Regions from separate parts of the Zea mays genome. Here region 1 is linked to region 2. The links are chromatin contacts, called in public Hi-C maps. All regions are on one chromosome and are shown on one strand. Each heading gives the region's core, a stretch centred on a gene start, on an enhancer-like site or on the middle of the called end of the contact. The rest is flanking DNA. Distances are from core to core; before and after follow the strand shown. Region 1 has its middle 110 kb from the start of LOC103650299. Region 2 has its middle 14 kb from the start of LOC103650297.

Evidence for each region. Hi-C and Micro-C count contacts between places; a contact is called where the count stands out from the background.
Region 1: a contact with region 2 is called in a Hi-C map of tassel, with 2.8 times the contacts expected there. The contact joins two enhancer-like sites. A contact is called at or near these places in 2 of 25 Hi-C or Micro-C datasets (ear and tassel).

Annotation. Positions count from the first base shown.
Region 1 is chr3:108,175,784-108,180,531 of Zm-B73-REFERENCE-NAM-5.0, reverse strand. No RefSeq gene overlaps it. Among protein-coding and RNA genes, the nearest start is that of LOC103650299, 110 kb to the right of the region's middle. Within about 2 kb of position 2,376, at least 15 of the 20 cell types and tissues checked have an H3K27ac peak or open chromatin away from gene starts, as enhancers often do. A contact at or near this core is called in ear and tassel, where this site is marked.
Region 2 is chr3:108,350,973-108,355,633 of Zm-B73-REFERENCE-NAM-5.0, reverse strand. No RefSeq gene overlaps it. Among protein-coding and RNA genes, the nearest start is that of LOC103650297, 14 kb to the left of the region's middle. Within about 2 kb of position 1,708, at least 13 of the 20 cell types and tissues checked have an H3K27ac peak or open chromatin away from gene starts, as enhancers often do. A contact at or near this core is called in ear and tassel, where this site is marked.

The DNA.
Region 1 (4,748 bases), core at 1,127-3,626, 180 kb after region 2:
TCAATCCAAGGAAAATTTTGAAACCACACAAAATTAAAATGGTGATCTCTATCTCCAATTTTCCTATTTGGGAATTCATGTGCATATGGTTGAAATGGACCTCTAAGAATATATGCTCTTCGAATTGCATCATGATCATTAGCAAGGTAACTTGCAATAGGTTGTCTTTCACCTGGATCATGTGGAAGACGACTGACATCATAAAGTGTTGGCGGTGGCGGTGCAGATGGCATTGGATTCACAATTTCTTCATTTATCATCTCTTCCTCTTATTCTTGAGGTGTCGACGCAATAAACTTCTGTTTCTTTGCAGCATGATTGCGAAAAAGAGAGGCAATATCTCCCTGCTTCTTCATATTTTAGTCACTACAAAAATAATGATAGTGAATCAATAATCAATAAGAAAAAAATCAACAGCAGGGCCAAGGGCGTGATGTTCCTGTAGGCTGCGGCCTGCGCACCTGTACGCGGGGAACTAGATCTGGGGAAGGGCAGTAGGGCACCACCGCGCGAGCCGATCGGGCAGGCGAGCAAGATGTTAGACGTGAGGAACGACTGCCAGAACGCCGAGATGCCAGCTGCCCAGCCAAGGTGCCAGCCGCCAGGAAGTCAGGAACGCGACTACGCGAGATGCTAGGCGCCAGGTCTCCAGGAACGTAGAAGTTGGAAAGTCACGTAGAAGATGGAAACGAACGGATGGCCGGGGTGGGTCCCCAGTGGGCCTGGCTTAGGGTGTGCCAGGGCTCACCGGGACCCCCTGTGGGTCCGCCCCTACCTAGACCTGCCCCTACGCGGGTCCAGGTCCGACGTCATTAGCCTTATCGATGGGGTCCGGACTCGTAGGCGCAGCTCCCGAGCGTCTTCCCCTCTAGGACACGTGGCGGACCCGGACGTTGCGTAGGTCTAGGTCCGACGTCATCGGTCCTATCGATGGTTTCCGGACTCCCGGGCGCAGCTCCCAGGCGTCATCCCCTCCGGGTAGAACCATCGAGGTGCGATCAACGTCGCCGTCCCCCAAAACCACTTCATGAAACACCTCGTAGTGCGCTGTTGGTACCTAGCACCGACAATATTAATATTCTAGGTAGAGACCGAATAATGTTGACTGATGAAGTCTTCAGCCAAATCTAATCTCACTCAACAGTACGTATACCTCAGTGCTCAATTAAGCGAATATAGGAGTACTAAACAAAAGTAGTAATTCGGGCACTAAACTGCTAAGCGCTGCTGGCTGAGCAGAAAAAAGATGCAGGTTGGCGTGTGCACACATTGCAAACAAACTACTGGCAGACTAATGCGTGGCACATCATTCAGGCCACTACTGAAGAAGCATTAGCAGCTGATTCTGCAGTAGCGCTCACTTGATGTTCTTTTTAAAAAAAATTGCTGCTACTTTTTGATGCAGCCTACACACTACTACAGTCCTCCATCTCACTGTTCGTGAGGGCTATAAATATTTCCTTTTTCTAGAGACGAAGAGGCTTTACATTTGTCAGCATGCTGCTTTATCCTCCTAAAGTGTGAGCAATGATTGGGATTGGCACCCACTTGAGGTAGGGTTTTTCTCCTTGTCCCCCGTGGAGACCGCAGGATTAGCAGCTGCACTGTGCTTGCTTTCTGCGTGCAAGTTGATATGGAGTTCTGCTGCACTGTCCAGTAGTGTTTTCAGATCACAGTGCCCTCCATTTCTGGTTCCAGCAGAAAATGAATACGCTAGATGCGCGTAGATAATTAGCCCCTTTTGTTTCTGTTTTTTTGAGTTTTTGGCCACCAGAAGCTGATGTAGATTGTCAAACACTTAGTTTTTCAGTCCGCTTATATAATAATCGATTTGGTAAAAATCATCCAAAATCACGTGAACACAGAATTGGTCGAGTCGCTGCAATAGTAGGAATCTATCACTTTCTAGATTCTGAACCACACATTAATCTTTCTCCGCACGCAATCTCTACTATACTTAGATTCTCCTCACAACTAGATTTTCTCCACAGCCAGATTATCAGAAAAGTTTATAAGAAAAAAGCTGAACTAAACATGGCCAATATATTAGCATGATGGTATCGGTAATCTATCATTGACCACTGCTCCATGTCAACTCTGAACAGAGACACTGGTTTATGTCAACTCTGCACAGGAAACTGACGAAACTAGCATGGCTTGCCGGCCGGTACATGTCAATCTCTTGACAGCAACTGGTTAAGCCGATATGGTTTACAGATCATATCTAAAACAGAATGGTTTACTGATCACTTGCCTGGAGCCTGGAAGTGTGTGTGTGGAACACATTTGTGTTGAGTTAGTGCTCGGCCGAGCCGGGTCGGATCGGGTCGAGCCGGACAGACGGGCCAGTATGAATGAACTGGGCAGGCCTATATGAGTCCCTGTCTCTCTCAGCTCTTGATTCTGAAACGGCTAGTGGACGTGCTGGGCTTGACTGGGCCACACCTGACCAGCACATCATTTTTGACCAGCAGCACAGCACGCACAAAGAAAATTCCTGCACAAGACAACTGAAGAAAGAGAGAGAGAGCACAGGATGCCCGAGAATTTTGCTCATTGCACTGCACTCACGTACCAATCAGCTTTGTTGTGATTGGCAGTGAGCATGCAGCAGCTGGGGCATGGAGCTCGCGAGCTGCCGTACTTTGATAAATATTATTACATTATAAAATAAATTAAAAATATATAAGTGTTGAATATAAAATTATCATTCAATATTATGAGTAAATCTAAATTATGTATCATTATATATTCATCATCAAAAGCTTTGAAACAAGTTTATTATCTAAAGAATTATTTAACATCCATAGCTATTTTACAGATTAATTAATTTGGCATAACTCGCTAGCCGGCTTGCGAGTCTCGAGCTTTTTTCTGACCCTAGCTTATATCCCCAACAATAATACACATGCATCTCACCCCTCTCCTTTATATTATCCCAATGCATCTGTGAGTTGAAATAAATTTGGATGTGTCACACCCGGATTTAAGAGCAGATCCGGATGTATCTCATATGTGCGCCAAAGTCAAATATCACACATACAGTGAATCAATGTATATAGACGAATGTCATAATTTTTATTACATAACGAGAATGTTTTACAAAATAACTGATAATAAAATAATTCGAACTAAGATAACTATCTTCACGGCGCCATAGTTGACTGGAGACGACGCCTAGATCTCGTCGTAGTAGTCCTCCTCTGGCGATACATGTTCTTGATCTGATAAGATTATAGCAACGGTGAGCTCCCATATGGTCGTCACTCAACAAGTGTGAGGAAAAGTGTAGTGTAAGGCTTACCAAGGAATTTGGTTAAGGCTGAGCATAACTTTTAATTAAGTTGGTCAAAATTTTATTAGCAATTACTAAGTATAAGTATATATCAATCCAATTAAATACTTGATCAATATAGAAATATCATATAATGATCCCACAATGCAAAGCATGACATGTTTAAATTTAGTTCCATAAATTACTCATGTGAGGGTCTGAGCCGCTTATGACCTTGAGCATGGGTGATATATTAGTTTTACACTCTATAGAGGTGACACATCGTTACCCACAAGTTGTGATTCCCTTATTTGCCTTAGGTTGCAGGATTGTTAAACGCTACTAAGGTGAGTAGGCCAGGGCTCACTACGAGGCATTTACAAAGTTACACTAGCATGAGAAAAAGCGCACGGTTTCAAAACGAAGGAAACATATTCCTTTTTCCATGGTCTATAACCCCATCGCTGTAATTACAGCCAACACTATTCACTATCTCCACGCTTGTCCCTTTCGGGAAAGGATTATATCACACTAGCTTTCTAATTACTTGGCCAAGACTAGAGCCATATAGTCCTTGTGATTGCACTATTGTCTCGGGTGGTCGCTCCATGTTCCAATTAACAAAATGATCTTATCACGTATATAATAATAAAGCCAACAACAATAATAAGACATGATCATAGTGCATATATAACATTAATCCCAAAACCAGGTAAAGCAATAGCAAAACTACTCAATAATTCATTTGTATGCAAGATGTAGGATAAACAAAACTAGGTAACCTATTAGGTCCCATCAGGTTTAACCTAACTATGCCATGATGATTAACAAAATCATGATTATTATTGGGGACTTGTTCTAAAATGCTATGAGTTAAGAACAAGGCAACACGAAGTATTAAATGTTAATGTCCTTCGTCCTTCGAAGCATTATTTCCCTCAGGATATAACGATCTTCGGACGAAGGTCATGAAGGACGTACCTTCATCATCACGGTATATATTTATGAAAGACAAAGCATGTGAAACATGAAAGATAATATGAATAATCATGTAACATCATTCACATATCTTCATTATATAAACTTGGATAAATATAAAGGCAATATTTTAATTACATTTATACCTTCGGCTTGATATAAGGCAAAAATCCGAGTGTTACGCACGAGCGAATACAAGATAGCGTGAACAGTACAGGGGTACTATTCATCTATTTATAGGCACAGGACACAACCTGTGAGAAATTACATTCGTGCCCTTTTCAAATGATTACAATCATAACACAAGCTATCATGGGCTGATTGGTCATTTCATCTTTAAGTCGGTGCATCTGGAAATATACTCCGAAGCTCTCTGATTAATAGCTTCGGCTTTGTGTCCAACTTTCAAAGGTGTTTCTTCTTATTGGACCTTCGGCGACGAAGCAGACCCCTAACAGTAGCCCCTTCACGGTGCCAGATCGTTTTTCGTAACGAG
Region 2 (4,661 bases), core at 459-2,958:
CTCGGCAAAGAGCTTATTTGCCAAGTGTTTTATTTTTGGCACATGGCAAAGAGCTTCTTTGCCAAGTGTTTATTTTTTGACACTCGGCAAAGAGTGTTCAACACTAGACAAAGACAATTTAAAATCGTATTTTAAGACAACAAATTAATTCAAATGAAAATGTTTTCAACTACAAATTTGTATAACTCATCAAGATGTAAAATTTATATTTTGGTTATTTCTTCATATGACAAAATAAAAGTAAATTTGTTCAGAAAAACTATATCTCTCTCGTAGTTTGTGAAACTACAAGAGAGTTGTATAAGATTTGTAAATAATATTAGAACCAACATGTGGGATGAATAAATGACCAAACAACCAAAATAAATTTTATAGTTCTTAAGAACTTATGTAATTTTGTAGTTGTCAACCTTTTCATTTAAAGTCGTCTTGTCAATGGAAACTACGTCTGAATTTTAAAAATTTAAAATTCGGATTTCTAAAATGACCTCAAACGGAAAAACCACCAAAATAAAATTTGTAGGTCTTAAAAAGTTATGAAACTCTGTAGTTGACAATATTTTGGTTTTAAATCATATTGTCATGCAAACCTTTGTTTGAAATTTAAAATTGTAAACATTGTAGGTCTTGAAATGTTATGAAACTTTATAATTGACAATTTTTTATTTGAAATCATCTTGTCATAGAAAAATATGTTTGAAGTTTTCAAATTTGAAATTCATATTTTGTAAACGGTCTCGGATGATGAAACTACCAATATGAAAGTTATAGATCTTGAAAAGTTATGCAACTTTACAGTTAACAACATTTTCATTTAAATTCATTTAGTGCCACAAATAATCAATTTACTCTTGGTTTATTATAATACATGGGGAAGGAAAACGTAATATAGACACAAATGATACAAAACACGTGAATTCAATTTAAAAATGATAGGGGAATTTAAAAAATGATAGGGTAATCACAAAACACTTGAATTCAATTTAAAAAATTATAGGGGAATTTAAAAAATGATAGGGCAATGGTAATGGTTGGGAAGGTTGTTCCCCTAATTAAAATGTTTTGCTGTTTTTTGGATATCTTTGTGGTTTCTAATTTGCCGAGTGTTTTTGACACTCAGTAAAGTCTTCGCCGAGTATCTGAAAAAAGTACTCGACAAAAAATCATTTGTCGAGTGTTACACTGGGCAAAGTCTTTGCCAAGTGTAAAAAGGTCTTTGCCGAGTGTTTGATACACTCAGCAAAGAATGTCAGTCCGGTAGTGAATGTCTGCTGTAAAATAGAAAAGTTCTTATTTATATGGGTCAAACATTCTCTTATTGGTAACAACTAATATGCAATCAGATCTTATGTGTAAGCGTGCAAGCAAGATTTCTGGTTCGTTAGATTCTAATGCAACCATGTATCACATTTAACACTAAAACCCTTGCACCACCAGCTCGTATAGATTTATAGAAAACTCTCTAAGAAATCAGGATCATATCTACAATTATATCATGATCTAACGAACTAAGAGACTCATTTGCATGTTTGTACATAACACCTGTATATTAGTTGTTGCCTCTCATATTTGACCCGGATTCGAATTGCAGCCGCGCGTGGCCTCCCATCGCGGGCCGAGATTGCGCTGTTTGCTGCGCTGTTCCCAGCGGAAGCATCCAGCCGGGCCGCCATGGGCTGCTTTGGCCGACGGGCCGCCTGGTGCTGCGCTCTGCTTCCCACGTACATGCAAGGAACAAGCAGCGATTGCAGCCTCTTGCCGCACGCCAAGCAACCTCTACATGCAAGCTTGCTGCTTGTTTGTTTGCTTGTGCACAGTGCACATATATGCATGCAACAACTAGCATGCATAAGCATTCACATCAATAATCAAACGCCATTAAATATTGCTAATTATAATGGCTTGGCACACTAACATACATATGCACATGCACACGAGCGGCGAGCCAAGATGACAACATTTTCATGCTATAGTCGTTCACGTTTCTCCATACCTTTAACCTCACGTGACGCGGCAATACACCACGCTGCATCTCTACTGCAACATTCCACTACAGGAAAGCACTTAATTCCCGTCGGCCAGAAACCGACGGGAATAAGCACTAAACCGACGGGAATAAGTACTTATCCAAATCTCGTCGGCTGCCTTTGAGCCGACGAGAGTTATCTAATTCCCGTCGGCCCGAGCAAAGGCCGACGGGAATTAAAATGACCGACGGGAATGTTCATGATTCCTGTAGTGTTCATCTTCATTTGCATTGTTTTCACTACACACGGTTGATCTTTAGCTACCTTTATTTGTTACCAATTGGTTGCTAAAAGTAGTGGACCGATGATTAGTCGCTAAATCTTTTTTTAGCCATGGTATGTTGGTCGCTAAAAGTCTAAAAATTTAACAACTTATGTTTGGTCGCTATAGATATCGTTGGGAACCGACAGTGGGTCGCTATAGAGAAGAGTCGCTATCAAATCTTATAGCCTAATTAACCTATAGATGTTAGTGACTAAAAATTAATTAAAACATTGATCGCTAAATTGTAGAAAAGGAAAGAAGAATTGTAGAAGAAAAAAGAATTTTGGAAAAGAAAATGTTATAATAGTTAACAAAGCTAAATTTTTAGGACCAAACCCTAGTATACCGTTAGAAATAAAAGTTACATTGTGATGAAGTGTGAGATCAACAGAGAAATTTTTATGAACTTCAAGAATACAAAGGTCATGATTGTCTTGTTATGGGACAACTGAAATGAAGGAAAATTGAATCATTCTAGTCTCTTCAAATCAATAAATATGATTATCTTGTGTTGGAACAAAATTTCCCTTTGTAGAGCACTTTTTTTTTCTTGGATAGAGTTTTGATATGGAGCATTTTCTTTTTCTCTTGGACGTGAAACATTATTCCTTTCAACTAGAACATATACCTATATATGAGCTGTAGATAGAGTATATGTGCAATAAACTTATCTATTATTGGATTGTGCTCTTGCGAGAGGTATATGTGATATCTAGTATAATAAACAAATGCTATGTAATGCTAATGCTGTCCTAGCTGACAGAATTAGCTACTGTCTGCCCGTGCGGCTAGATGGGGATCCTGCCAGCATCCTCTTCAGCTCTACAGCTGACTCCAGAACTTCAACTTTATGTCTAGATCCATATCATTGGAGTAGTCTCTTTAATTCACATAAGCTTGAATTTATCTAGTTAATTCACTTGTACCTTCTCATTTACTTTTCAACCTTGCTCATCTAGGTAGTTTAGTTCTACTCTCTGTACTTGACTATCATCATTGAGCCACTAAAATTGTTGTATTTTAGGATGGTTGTGTTCACACAATTTTATGTAATTATTTCTCTTTTATGTAATTGTGGGCCTAATCTATATTTACGGTTTCTTTGTATAGTGGTTGATGATGGTGCTTACAAGGTGGACATTGTTACAAAACAAACGCCCCTATAGCAACATATACCTGGCAACGTATATGTTGGGGACTTGTTCTCAAATTCTAAGAGTTAAGAACAAGGCAACATAAAAAGTGTTAAGTGTTAGGGTCCTTCGTCCTTCGAAGCATTATATCCCTTTGGGAAATAATGAGTCTCGGACGAAGGTCATGAGAAATATACCTTCGTAAACATAACAAATAATGACGAAGGACTCACATAAAGCATGAAATATGATATAAGCATCACCAAAGAATCATTTCTATTTTATTAACATGGAAAACAGAAATGATCCCAAATTACAAATGTACCTTCGATCCTGAGAGAAGGTGGAAAGTACGAGCGTGACGCCAAAAGCAGAATGACAAGTCCGCGTGAACCGTACGGGAGTACTGTTCATCTATTTATAGACGCGGGACGCAGCCCACGTAAAATTACATCCATGTCCATTACATTTGTTAACGGTTTATGGAAATCTATTGAGGACCCCGAAGTCTTTTCATCTTAAGGTCGGTTCCCCCTTGCGCCATCGCGCCGAAGCTTCCCTGCGTACAGCTTCGGCTACCCCCGACCTTCGTTTGGCTCAGCCTTCGTCCTGGTCGTGCTCCATATCCATAATTCTGAATCCGAAAATACCTGTACATATAATTCACTTGGAAAACATTGTCAAATCATGTTTTTGAGGACCTTCGGAGGACGAAGGCCCCCAACAGTAGCCCCTCGCAATATTAATTTGTAAATAATAAATTCAGATTGCGATATGGACGAAGGCCTTGAGCCGAAGGTCCGAAAAAACACCTTCCCTTTGCTAGAATAGCAACATTCACTGACAAGCGGGGCCTTTTAACTTTCAACGCCCTAGGCGTATAAATAAGAACACATCGTGAATTCATTTGGTACACACGCTTGCCTTTTGCTTCGGCCCACTAAAAATTTTTAGCTCTTGTTCATTGAGATTTGCTGGTCTTTTTGACTTCGAAGCTTCGGCCTCGGGAACAAATTTTTAGTGTTTCCGAAGATGTCTGAAGACAAGAAGATCCCTGCTGAGACGAAGCTGAGTCTCGAGGAGGAGAAGAATCTGGGGTTCCTGATAGCGATGGCAGAGACTAATACAGAGAAAATCACGAAGGAGATTCTCGAAGGTTTGTCCGAAGATACTGATGATAGCGACAGCTATGATGTGGAAAGTGATGGGGAAGAGGCCGAAGATCGACCGTGGCGA